Linked DNA regions of Mus musculus: region 1 is linked to region 2. Evidence: chromatin contacts called from public HiChIP or PLAC-seq data. All regions are on one chromosome and are shown on one strand. Each heading gives the region's core, a stretch centred on a gene start, on an enhancer-like site or on the middle of the called end of the contact. The rest is flanking DNA. Distances are from core to core; before and after follow the strand shown.

Region 1 (6,188 bases), core at 1,740-4,239, 230 kb before region 2:
GGCATTGCTCTGTGATAAAACGTTTCTTCACTTAGACAAGACTGTTAAGTTCTATGCTCAGCACCTTCCAAAGGACACAACCCTGTGGGGAATTGCAGGCTGGTCTCCAGTTGAGCTGAGGTCTGAACCCTGGTGGTGATAATTCACCTTCATGACAAGGTAGGCGTTCCCTCATGCTCCTGGAACTCTGGCCCCAGGTAGGGTTGCCCCTTGGCCACCCCCTGAAGAGTGGAATAGAGGAATGCCCACCCAGATATGAGTAGAAAGGGTAGGTAGCAGCCCTCCCACGCCTGACGGACCAGAGAATAGGTGGAACTCTGGCGGGGTGTGGGTCTTTCCCTTCCCCCACTCCCCTCAGGCCCCCTTTTTAAGTTCCCAACACAACCCAACTGAACAGATTAACAGAGGGACAAAAAGAGAAAGAAACAGAGGGGAAAGCCCACTTGGTGGACAGGTAGACACATCCCTCGTCCCACAGTTTGGGAGGAGGCCAAGGCCAGATTATGACAAATTCAAGGTTATCCCAGCCATACTGTGGGACTCCGTCTCAGTGACAAAAAGGAGAGATGACTGTGCTGCAAGGTGGCTAGGCAGGCGAGGAGCTTTACCAAGCCTGATACCATGTGAGCTTCGTCCCTGAAACCTACAAGGTGACTCGGTGGAGAGAGCAGCGACCCCTACAGGTTGCCCTGACTTTTGCATGTGCGCAGTAATACCTAAGGACAGTCATACACATACACCCACAGAAGTAAATGCATGCAACTTAAACAAATTTTTTCTTCGAGACAGGGTTTCTCTCTGTAGCCCTGGCTGTACTGGAACTCGCTCTGTAGACCAGGTTGGCCTTGAACTCAGATCGCCTGGCTCTGCCTCCCTGGTGCTGGGATTACAGGTGCAGGCTACCCTCTGGAGTGACGGTCACTATACATGAGCCCCTAACCTGATGTGGTCCAGTGCGGGAAGCGGGTGCGGCCGCAGGCCCCGTAAAACCCACTTGTTTACTGCCTTGCCCGAGCATGCGCAGTGAGGCTGTATGTGTGGGCTGTCCAGCTTCCTAACACCCTGGGCTTTTCTAGGGAAAGGGGGAGGGTAGAGTGATCTGTCACATGTGCAGAATTCAGTGGCAAGTAGACAGCTCATCCTGGACCCTCCTTCCCATGTTGGCAGCTTCTTCTAAGGTCAGCTAAGTCAGCTTAGTTTGAGACTTTGGGGGCCATCACCTGCACTTGTAACTCATTTACACATCACGCCTCTGAGTTGATGGCCCAGAACAAAATCACAGAGAGACAAATCCCTAGGTGTGGCCCAACAAAGAGAAGAGGTTGGCCCCATGGTCACTACCCAACCATCAACATCCTTTAAGCTCACACTGTCCGGTGTAGGTGGGGCAGCTGAGGCCCTGATGCAGGTGAAAAGGCCACAGGTGAACGTAAGACAGGCAGAGAGGGGCTGGAGAGATGGCTCAGCGGTTAAGAGTACTGAATGCTCTTCCGAAGGTCCTGAGTTCAAATCCCAGCATCCATATGGTGGCTCACAACTATCTGTACTGAGATCTGATGCCCTCTTCTGGAGTGTCTGAAGACAGCTACAGTGTACTTACATTAAATAAATAAATAAATAAATAAATAAATAAATAAATAAATCTTATATTAAAAAAAAAAAAGGCAGAGAGGATGCAGGCCTCGAGGCAGGTGAGGAGCTTTACTAAGCCTGATACCGTGTGAGCTTCGTCCCTGAAACCTACAAAGTGACACGGTGCCTCTGTGCCCTTTCTCTCTGTCAGAAGACTCACAGGGGAGATAGACCAGGTTCATAGCTAGCTAGCTGCTGCTTTGAAGGTAGCCTCTCTGGGATGGTCTCATGTAGCCCAGGCTGGCCTTGATCTATGTAGCCAAGGATGACCAGGAAACTTTTTGGTTTTCGTTTTTTGTTTGTTTTTCAAGATTTATTTATTTATTTAATGTATGTGAGTACACTGTAGCTGTACATATGGCTGTGAGCCTTCATGTGCTTGTTGGGAATTGAATTCTAGGACCTTGGCTCTCTCTGATCAACCCCGCTCGCTCTGGCCCAAAGATTTATTTATTATTATACATAAGTACACTGTAAGCCGGGCATGGTGGCGCACGCCTTTAATCCCAGCACTCGGGAGGCAGAGGCAGGTGGATTTCTGAGTTTGAGGCCAGCCTGGTCTACAGAGTGAGTTCCAGGACAGCCAGGGCTCTACAGAGAAACCCTGTCTCGAAAAATAAACAAACAAAAAACAAATAAGTACACTGTAGCTGACTCCAAAGGCACAAGAAGAGGGAGTCAGATCCCATTATGGGTGGTTGTGAGCCACCATGTTTTTGCTGGGAATTGAACTCAGGACCTTCGTAAGAGAAGTCAGTGCTCTTACCCCTGAGCCATCTCACCAGCCAAACCTGGAATTTCTAATTCTCTTGCCTCTACTTCCCAAGTTGGGGGGGGGTTATGGGTATGCAGCACTGTGCATGGCTTATGGGGACCCAATCCAGAAAGTGTGCGTGCTAAGTAAGCAGGTTATCAACGGAGCCCCCCTGTACTTTCCTGATTTTTGTAATAGAGGATCAAGACAGCAGGGGACAGACCCAAGAAGCTGTGACCCTTCACCCTGTCTGCCACCAATCACCTAGGTGACCCTTCCCCATATCAGCTTCATGGAGGTGCTGGGAGCCTCTGCTGTGGTCGCTATAGAGACAGGGCAAGTGGCCAGCAGGTGTCACCAAAGTCCGCAGAATCCAGAGGAACCATAAAGATGGTGGGGGGCGCTGAGGCCCCTCTCCCCCCAGGTCTCTTCTAAGCACTAAGAGCGATCATCCCAGACTGCTACAGGTAAAACTGTCTGCTGTGGACAGGAGCGACCTACCATCAGCCATCAGCGTGCGCACAGCCCAGGACAACAAAGAGGAAGGGAAGTATCCCTTTCCCTGCTGTGGAGAATTAACAGGGCTCCAGGTGGTCTGGATGAGTCATGGGGTTTGTTCTCTTTGTGAAATTGTGACTAAGGCTGGCCTGGAGCAGGGTGTAACACAGGGACTGTTCTTGGCTTTGTTTTGATTGGTTGGTTGGCTTTTCTGAGACAGGGTTTCTCTGTGTAGCCCTGGCTGTCCTGGAACTCACTCTGTAGACCAGGCTGGCCTGAAACTCAAGAAATCCACCTGCCTCTGCCTCCCAAGTGCTGGGATTAAAGGCTGTGCACCACCCTTCACCACACACCCAGCTCATGGCTGCTCTTGTTTTTCAGGGCTCCAAGTATCTCTAGTAGGAAGCTATTTACCCTGGTAGGCCGGGCACAGGGAGGCTTCATCTTAACCTCACCATCAGTCCACACAGAGCCAGATCTGCCTTCTTCTGGCCCGCATGGACCTCCTGATGTGGCCCCCTGAACTCTGAGCTCTGAATCTAGGACTCACGCTTTTTTGGTTCTCAGTCATCATGGGCTGGAGAGACCAGAACACTCACCGGATACTAGGGTCTCTCAACCCTATTCATCTCCCTGAGAGTCTGGCAAGTTTCTGGCTTGGGGCCTCAGTGTGAGGTCTTTCTCAGTCCCCATGAGGCCCACACTGTTCTTAAATGAATTCTTAGCCATGCCAAAAAGTGAAGCAACCACACAGTAAGTGGTATTTGGATCACAACAGCAGCTTCTACTCCGTCCCTGAACTTTCTAGGGGAATGCACGTCTTGTTTGGTGGTTGCTATGGTCCCTGGGGCTTAATCAGGAGCAGGAAGGGCCTGGCTTCTCACTGTAAGAACCAACTTCTGCCTTTTCCTGGAACCTAAGTGCAAAGCTTTGGGAGGATGTGTCCCCACCCCCGAGCCCCAGCCACTGGGAAGGGTTGATACTTGTTGATCTACAGTATCGTATAAAATAGGCAGAGTGCAGGGCTATTATTCTAGCACTTTCGAAGGTGGAGACAGCACACCTCCCCATTGTCTGCCTATCTATCCATTCTGTTGCCTATATGTCCGTTCATCATCTATCCATCCATCTGTCCACCCACCAAACCACCCATCTATCAATCCGTTCATCTATCCACTGTCCATCTATCCTTTCATTCCCCCATCTGTCTCCCTACCTACTAAATATCTGTCGGGCATGTGGAACTGTGTTCCCAGACAGACATAAGAACTGGCAAGGCTGGGTGAGCTCAGACCCCAGGAATCTCAGAGATCTGAGACCAGTTGGAGTGGACCTGTCTGTATACTTGCTCTGAAACCTGTAACCATGACACCCCACTGAGGACCATGGCCTCTGGGTCAGAGAGCACACAACATCTGGAGTTCTTCTCCATGCTAATGAGGTATCCAGATAGCCCCGAGCCTTCAGCCAATGACCTTCCCTTCCTAGGTATTCCTGCGAAAGGTTTGCTCTGAATAAAGGGTTTGCATTCACATCCACCACCAAATAAAGCCATATGCGCAAGCAAGAGCTGCTGCATTTAGGATCGCCTCAGGGATGGCCTTCTGTCCTCCAGCCCCTCAGGTACTCCCTGGCCCAGTGCTCCCAATCAAACTGGTTCTGCCTGTTCCAGATTCTGCATTCCCTCCCTGTCCAGGACTCAGACACACACACACACACACACACACACACACACACACACACACACACACACACCAAGGAGAAGTGCAGACAGCAGACCCTCATTCCTGACTCACAGATTACACCTTTGGCGCCTGGGTACCCAGAGAGGAGACCAGGAGACCATCCATCCATCCATCTGTCCATGGATCCATGTATCTATCCATCCATCCATGCATGCACCCATCCATCTGTCTGTTCATCTGACCATTCATCTATCTGAGACCAGGAGCCACAGCATTCATTCCAGACTCTGCTGTTTCCCTTTCTGGCCTGGCAAAGGAAGACATGGACTGTGAACCCCTTTTGGACTTCATTCTGCCTCCCCTGAGCAGCATGCCTGCAGTGCCCAGGCTCTAGCAGAGAGGCAGGACATAGTATGACAGATTCCATACATCTACCCATCCATCGGTCTACTTAATTAACCATCTATCCATTAACCTGTCCATCTATCCACTGACCCACTCACCTATCTACCCATCAACCCACTTACTCATCCATGCATCCATCCATTTATCCATCCGTGCATCTATCTGTCTGTCTATCCATCCACCATCCATCCATGTACCCATGCATCTATCTTTTTTTCTGACTATCCATCTATCCATTTGTACATCCATCCACCCCCATTCATACATGCATGCATCCGTTCATCTGTTTACCTGACCATCCATACATCTGTCCATGGATTCATGTGTCTCTCCATCCATCCATCCATCCATCCATCCATCCATCCATGCATCTGTGTATCCATCCATCCATCGATGTATCCATGTACCCATCCATCTGTCTGTTCATCTGACCATTCATCCATCTGTCCATCTGTCCATGCATCCATGTATCCATTCATCCATGGATGTATCCATCCATCCATCATCCATCCATGTACCCATGCATCTATCTTTTTGTATGACCATCCATCTATCCGTTTGTCCATCCATGCACCCATGCATCCACCCATCCATCCATGCATGGATGCATCCTTCCATCTGACTACCTGACCATCCATCCATCCATCCATCCATCCATCCATCCATCCATCTGTCCATGGATCCATGTATCTATCCATCCATCCATCCATGTACCCATGCATCTTTCTGTCTGCCTGACCATCCATCTATCTATCCATCCATCCATGCATCTGTGTATCCATGCATGCATGCACCCATCCATCTGTCTGTTCATCTGACCATTCATCTATCTGTCCATGCATCCACGCATCCATGCATCCATCCATCCAATGCCGTGAAGACTTTCTTCCAGCTCGGCCCTAGAGAGCAAGTGAGGACACCATAAGCAGGGCATGGTAGATCATGCCTGTTAACTCCAACACTTGTAAGGCTGAGGCAGGAGGATGGCTACAAGGTCAAGGCCAGCTTGAGCTATAAAGTGAGACCTTATATTAAGCAAGATGGCTCAATAAGTAAAGACACTTGCTGCCAAGCTTGACAACATGAGTTTAATGCCCAAGCACATGATGGAGGGAGAGAACCAACTCCCTCAAGTTGTCCTCTTTGAGTGTATGCACACAAATATATCATAAAATTAAAATGTAATAAAAGAAAACAAAACACTAACAAACTAG
Region 2 (5,820 bases), core at 3,272-5,771:
AGAAGGAGGAAAGGGAGGGAGGGAGGGAGGGAGGGAGGGAGGGAGGGAGGGAGGGAGGGAGGGAGGGAGGGAGGGAGGGAGAGAGGAGGGAGGTGGTGTGGCAAGGAACTATGAAGGTGTAGATTGGGTGGCCAAGGGTCCCTATGATGTATACAGGACAGACCTGTGGTCCTCAGGCTTCCCTCCTTGCTGCTGACCACCCCACCAGCCACCTCCTCCCCCTTCTCCCTCAAACATAGCCCAACCCCCACTCAGGAGCAAGAGTCAGGCCCTTTGTTGCCATAACAACCACATCCCAGCAGTAAAAATAGTAACTTATTTTTTATTCAACTTCTTTAGCTGATGGAGGTGGAAATATCCGTTTCTAGACTGAACGTTTTATTCCAGGGGTCTCCCAGTGGTCGCCACAGGCTCATTGTCAAGACCTGCTTAAAAGTGGATAGCAGTGAAGTGGGCAAACAGCTTAGGCCAAGGAGGAGGGCATAGCCTTGGAGAGGTCTGATTCAGGCCCCCTAGGAACTGTGGCTACCAGTGACCACTTGGGATCTTACTTGGACTCCGTGGGAAGAAAGGTGATCAAGAAAGGGTCAGGCCATGTCAGGAGAGACCTGAGTTGAGGTTGAGAGCTGGGGCAGACATTGCTGGGAGACAGACAGTAGGATTTAATGCATCTGATAGAGAGGCTTGGACCTGTGGGTTAGTGTGCGACGTGGGGCTTAACTCTCTCTGCTTCTATTTGGTTTTTGTCTCCTGGAGGTCAGGGGAAGTTAGTAATGTTTCTACTAATGTATTTGACAGTGAGCTCAGGGTGCAGAGACTGAGATTCAAGCGCAGATAGCCTGTGCCCATGCGCCATATCCTTCAGGAATGTTTTTGGTCCCCCTGAATTCCAGTGTCTTCTACTCATACCATACTATTTTGGTCACATAAGCCTGGCTCACTCTGTTCTGTGTGTGTATCCACCCTTGTCCACATAGGTCAAGATTGGATCTTTTTTTTTTTCTGTTGCTTTCCATCTTTTTTTTAAAAAAGGTTTATTATTTTTATTTTATGCTATGAGTGTTTTCCCTGCATGTACGTATGTGCACTGCAGGCATGTCTAGTGTCCACAGAGGCTGGAAGAGGGAACCAGATCCCCTTAACTGGAGCTAAGGGTGGTTTTTAGCTACCATGTGGGTGCTAGGAACCAAACCTGGGCCCTCTGCAAGAACAGCAGGTGCTCTTAATCATGGCGCTATCTCCAGTCCACGACCTAATTCTTGGGTCAAGGTTTCTCATCCAGTCGGAGCTTCCCAGCTGGGTGAGGCTGGCTGGCCAGAAGTTCCCTAAACCAAATGTCCCTGTGTCTCTAGAACTGGGGTTATAGAGTCATGCCACTGTACCCAGATTATATGTGAGTACTGGGGACTTGAACTCAAGTCCTCCTGCTTGCATGGCAAGAATGTTGTGCATTAAGTTGTCTCACCAACCCCCCCCCCCATGCTGGGTTTCCCCTCCTGCTCCTTCTCCTCCTCCACCACCACCTTCTCCTCTTTCCTCGCCCTCACCCCCCCCCTCCTCTGTTGTCATCTTCTTACTTTGTGGCTCGGGTTACTCTCGAACACAAGATCCTCTTGGTTCAGCCTTCTGAATTCTGGAATTACAGGTTTTAACCACTACATCTAGCTTTGTCAATTTTACCATGAGTTGCAAACAAACATGTGTCCCCAACTCAATTAGGATATATAAATATACATAATATAAATAATAGTCTTCTAGCCATTCCTTCTGCCTCTTTTTCTCTTTCTTTTCTTTTTCTTTTTTATCCCCCCCTCCTCCACCCCAGTTTTAAGACAGGGTTTTTTTGTGTAGCCCTAGTTGATCTTGAACTCATTCTGTAGATCAGGCTGGCTTTGAACTCAGAGCTCTGTCTGTTTCTTCCTCCCAAGTGTTGGGATTAAAGATGTGCACCACCACTACTTGGCCTTCTGCATCATTTTTAAAATTAGTTTTTAAAGTTAGCATAAAGAGTAATTAGTTTAATTGTGACATTTTTGTTAATTTTTTTTCACTCCTATATATTGGGAACTGAATTCAGGGGCTCACACACGCTAAGTAGACTTTCTACTGGTAAGCCACACCCTAGCCTCTCACTGGGGGATTCTAGGCAGGGGCTCTACCACTGAGCCACACCCCCAGCCCCTCACTGGGGGATTCTAGGCAGGGGCTCTACTACTGAGCCACACCCCAGCCCCTCACTGGGGGATTCTAGGGAGGGGCTCTACCACTGAGCCACGGTCCCAGCCCCTCACTAGGGGATTCTAGGCAGTGATCTACTGGGAGTAATATGCCCTGCTCTCTTTTGATTTCTTCATTGAGATAAGATCTTGCTAAATTGTCCTGGCTTTCTTTGTATCCCATGTGGTGGGATGAGCATGTTAGATGTCTTGAATTTCTAAGCCAGCAACTGAGGCTGGTCAGTCTTACATGTAAGCACCCAGGGTCCTCCTTTTTGCCTCTTCCTTCAGCATCTTCATCCTCCCCACCCCTCCCCCAGGTACTGCCACTCCTGCCATGATCTCCTCGCTCTGCACCATCTCCCTGTAGCCCTCTGGCTTTGCCCACGCCCGGCCCAGCAGAGGAAGGCAGAGGTGGACCAGGCAGTCTTCTGTCAGTCTGCTTCTTCTTTCTGCTCCCTTGACCCAGAAGGTGTGGGTGTTCTTTTCTCAGCATTCCAAACAAGAACTAGAGCAAGGCCACTTAGGAGGCCTTGTTCCCAGCCACTTGGGAGGCCGAAGATAGGAGGATCACAAGTTCACTGTCAGCCTGGGCTACAGAGTGGGTTCAAGGCCAGCTTGAGTAAGTTTGCCTGGCTATCTGAAAAAAAAAAAAAAAAAAGTGAAAGGGGACCAGAGATGTAATCTAATCATGGAGTGTCCATCTAGCATGTGCTGGAGCCTGAATTCAACCTGTAGCACTGGGTAAAAATAAGCAAATTGAGACGATCAGGGGGCTATGGACTTAGGAAGGGGGAAGCCATGGTGGAGGAGGAGAGGACTTGTCGTCAATTTGGGGACCCATCTGGTCACCTTGCATACATGGTCAAGAAGCAGAGAGATGCTGGGCCGGGGTGATGCACACCTTTAATCCCAGCATTGAGGCAGAGGTAAGTGGATCTCTGAGTTCAAGGGCAGCCTGGTCTACAGAGTGGTAGCCAGGGCGACCCAGAGAAACCCTATCTCTAAAAACAAAACCGCCACCACCAACAACAAAAAGAATCTAGGAGACAGGAACTCTGGCATTAAGTTCACAATATTTCTTTTATTCAAGGCCAGCCCCCAGCCCAGGATCAAGGTCCAGCTCACATTTAGGGGTGGCCTTCCTTCCCTTACCCAACCAATAAGATCCCTCACAGACATGCCCAGAGGTTGTATCTTTGGTGATTCTAGATCCTGCCAAGTGGAAAGTCAACAATAGTAGCTGTCATGAACACCAAAGACCATCTTGCCCCTGCAGCTCCCTCAAGGGGTGTTCAAAATGTTCAGAGACAGATTGGGTTCCCACGTCCTCCAAAGATGTCACGCCCCCCCCTAAAGCAGAAAGCTGAATCTGGTGGCTGGTGAGCCAGCTCAACAGGTAAAGATGCTTGTCTTCAAGCCGGAAGACCTGAGTTTTGTCCCTAAGTTGTCCATGGTGTAGGAACAAAGCTAACTCCTGCAAGTTGCCTTCTGCCCTCTACACGCATGATAAATACGTAACTGCAGGCGGCTGGAGAGCTTGCTCAGCGGTTGAGTGCTTCCTGTGCATACAGAGGATTGGAGTTCGAATCCCAACACCCGCTTCGGTTGCCTCACAACTGCCCCTAACTCCCGCTCCTGGGGATCCCAGACTTCTTATCTCCACACACTTGCACTCACATATGCACATAGCCCCACCCCCACCCTGCGCACATATACACACATAAATTAAAAATAAATGCTTTAAAATATTAAAATGCAATAAAGTAATAATAAAAAGAAAACTGGAGTTTGAAGACATGAGGATAGACTTGGGGCTGTAGATTCTGAACATGATGGAATGTCCCCATCTTGGTACTGGGATGTGGATGTGAATGGGGATTGGGGCAGGGGGCAGGGGGGAGGGGAGCAGCGGCGAAGGTGGAATGGGAGGGGGTGGAGCAAGATGGTTCCTAGAGACACAGAGTCCTGGATGGTAGGGTGGATTCAGGGCTAAGAGCCTGCAATAAGTAAACTGAGGGTGCCACCTAGTTCGGTCCCCAGGCGTCCCCTGTGGCTTTGCAGTGCTGCCCGGATGGCAAGCCGTAACAGAGGCAGTTCAGTCTAGTCCAAGCTGTCTTCTGCTGGCTAGAACAGCAATGGGGTGGAGGGGACCCGGGGAGAAGCTAGCAGGAGGGAGGGGGCCTCCCAGCCGGGCGATTGGCAGCGTGCGCCCAAGTCCCCCCCATATCCCGCCCCCGCCCCGCCCCCGCCACCATCTGCTCGGGATTTGCGATCCGGGAGACTCCAGGCTCAGGGGCTCGGGGCTCCGGAGGCAACTGATCGGGTCTGTTCAAGGCCCTGGAGCAGCCCGAGGATCTGACACCTTTCCAACCTGCTGCGCCTCCCGAAGCGGCTCCTGGTGTTCCCGCGTCCCAGCCCTGGTCTGGGCGCTGATGGAACCGCGGCGATGTTCACTCTGGCCAGGCTGCTGGATTTCCAGAAAACCAAATATGCAAGGTGAGTAGCGGGTCAGGGGGTGATAGACAGGGGCCAGGACACCAAGATCCTTCTTTCCTTTCCCCACTGTCTGGAGAACTGGGCTCGATGCACAGACCCCGTTGCCTGGGGCTAGAACAACCCAGCTTCTTCATAACGGAGTGGTAATTGTCACCCCGCTTTTGCGCTCAGCGCAGCGGATTCTCCGAGTTTCCTTTTTCCCCTGGGCGAGGTGCTTCTTCGGTCCAAAGCTCAGTTTCCACATTTGCGACCCGGTGAACTCTGAGAGTCTCCACCATTCGGAACCACGGAGGATTATATGAGATGATCCTTAGAAAGCAAATCTAAGGGTGGGGGAACTGCTCCATCCCTGTGGAGCTCTCTGGGGTCCTCCCTGAACCCAGATTTCTTTTCTTTTCTTTCTTTTATTTTATTTATTTATTTTTTGAGTCAGGTCTCACTATAGTAGTCCTGGCTGGCTTGGACCCTCCTTTGTAGACCAAGCTGTCCTTTGACCTCACAGAGCTCTGTCTAGCTCGGGAACACTGGTCCTTCTTTTCCTGTTTTCGAGACAGTCTTGCTACATACCCTAGGCTGGCCTTGATCTCACTATGTAGCCCAGGCTTGTCTTGAACTTAATTCTTCAGCCTTAGCCCCCCTGGATGCTGAAATTAGGGCTGGGACTCACAAGAGTATATTTTAGTTAACATTTTGTATACCTGATTCCCATCTGAACACGTTAGTTGTGAGTTATTTTGCATTGTGTTTTTTTAATACGAAGTTTTCATTATCTGGTGTGCATTTTGATTTGATTTGGTTGTCTTGAACGAGTATCATTATTATTACTATTATTTTTATTGCATGTGGGGTTGTGTACCCCACACATATATGGAGGTCAGACAATGTTGTGGAGTTGAATCTTTCCTTCCCACTATCTATGAATTCCAGAGATTGAACCCTGGTCTCCAGGCTTTTGTGGCAAACTCCGTGACTTGCTGAGCCATCTTGTCATGCCTTTCCTAGTCCTTTTTTTAATTTTATTTTTAAAAAATGTCTCATTCTATAGCCTAGTAGCCCAGGCTTCTCTGAAACACACTATGTGGCCCAGGTCAGCCTTACACGGACA

The links. HiChIP or PLAC-seq counts read pairs in DNA pulled down with a chosen protein or histone mark.
Region 1: an H3K4me3 HiChIP or PLAC-seq map of stem cell-derived neural progenitor cells shows a contact between it and region 2, with 18 read pairs. The contact joins the enhancer-like site here to the promoter of Mmd2 in region 2. A contact is called at or near these places in 6 of 39 promoter capture datasets (the C10 cell line, HPC-7-derived erythroid cells, cranial neural crest and 3 more), 3 of 484 Hi-C or Micro-C datasets (B cells, embryonic stem cells and nephron progenitors) and 1 of 115 datasets of contacts at active chromatin or transcription factors (stem cell-derived neural progenitor cells).

Annotation. Positions count from the first base shown.
Region 1 is chr5:142,839,087-142,845,274 of GRCm38.p6, reverse strand. No RefSeq gene overlaps it. Among named protein-coding and RNA genes, the nearest start is that of Gm52793, 12 kb to the left of the region's middle. Within about 2 kb of position 2,989, at least 85 of the 459 cell types and tissues checked have an H3K27ac peak or open chromatin away from gene starts, as enhancers often do. A contact at or near this core is called in stem cell-derived neural progenitor cells, where this site is marked.
Region 2 is chr5:142,607,453-142,613,272 of GRCm38.p6, reverse strand. It overlaps Mmd2 (monocyte to macrophage differentiation-associated 2), which reads left to right and starts at 4,521. Exons shown (of 7, transcript NM_175217.6): 1 at 4,521-4,715. The coding sequence starts at 4,666.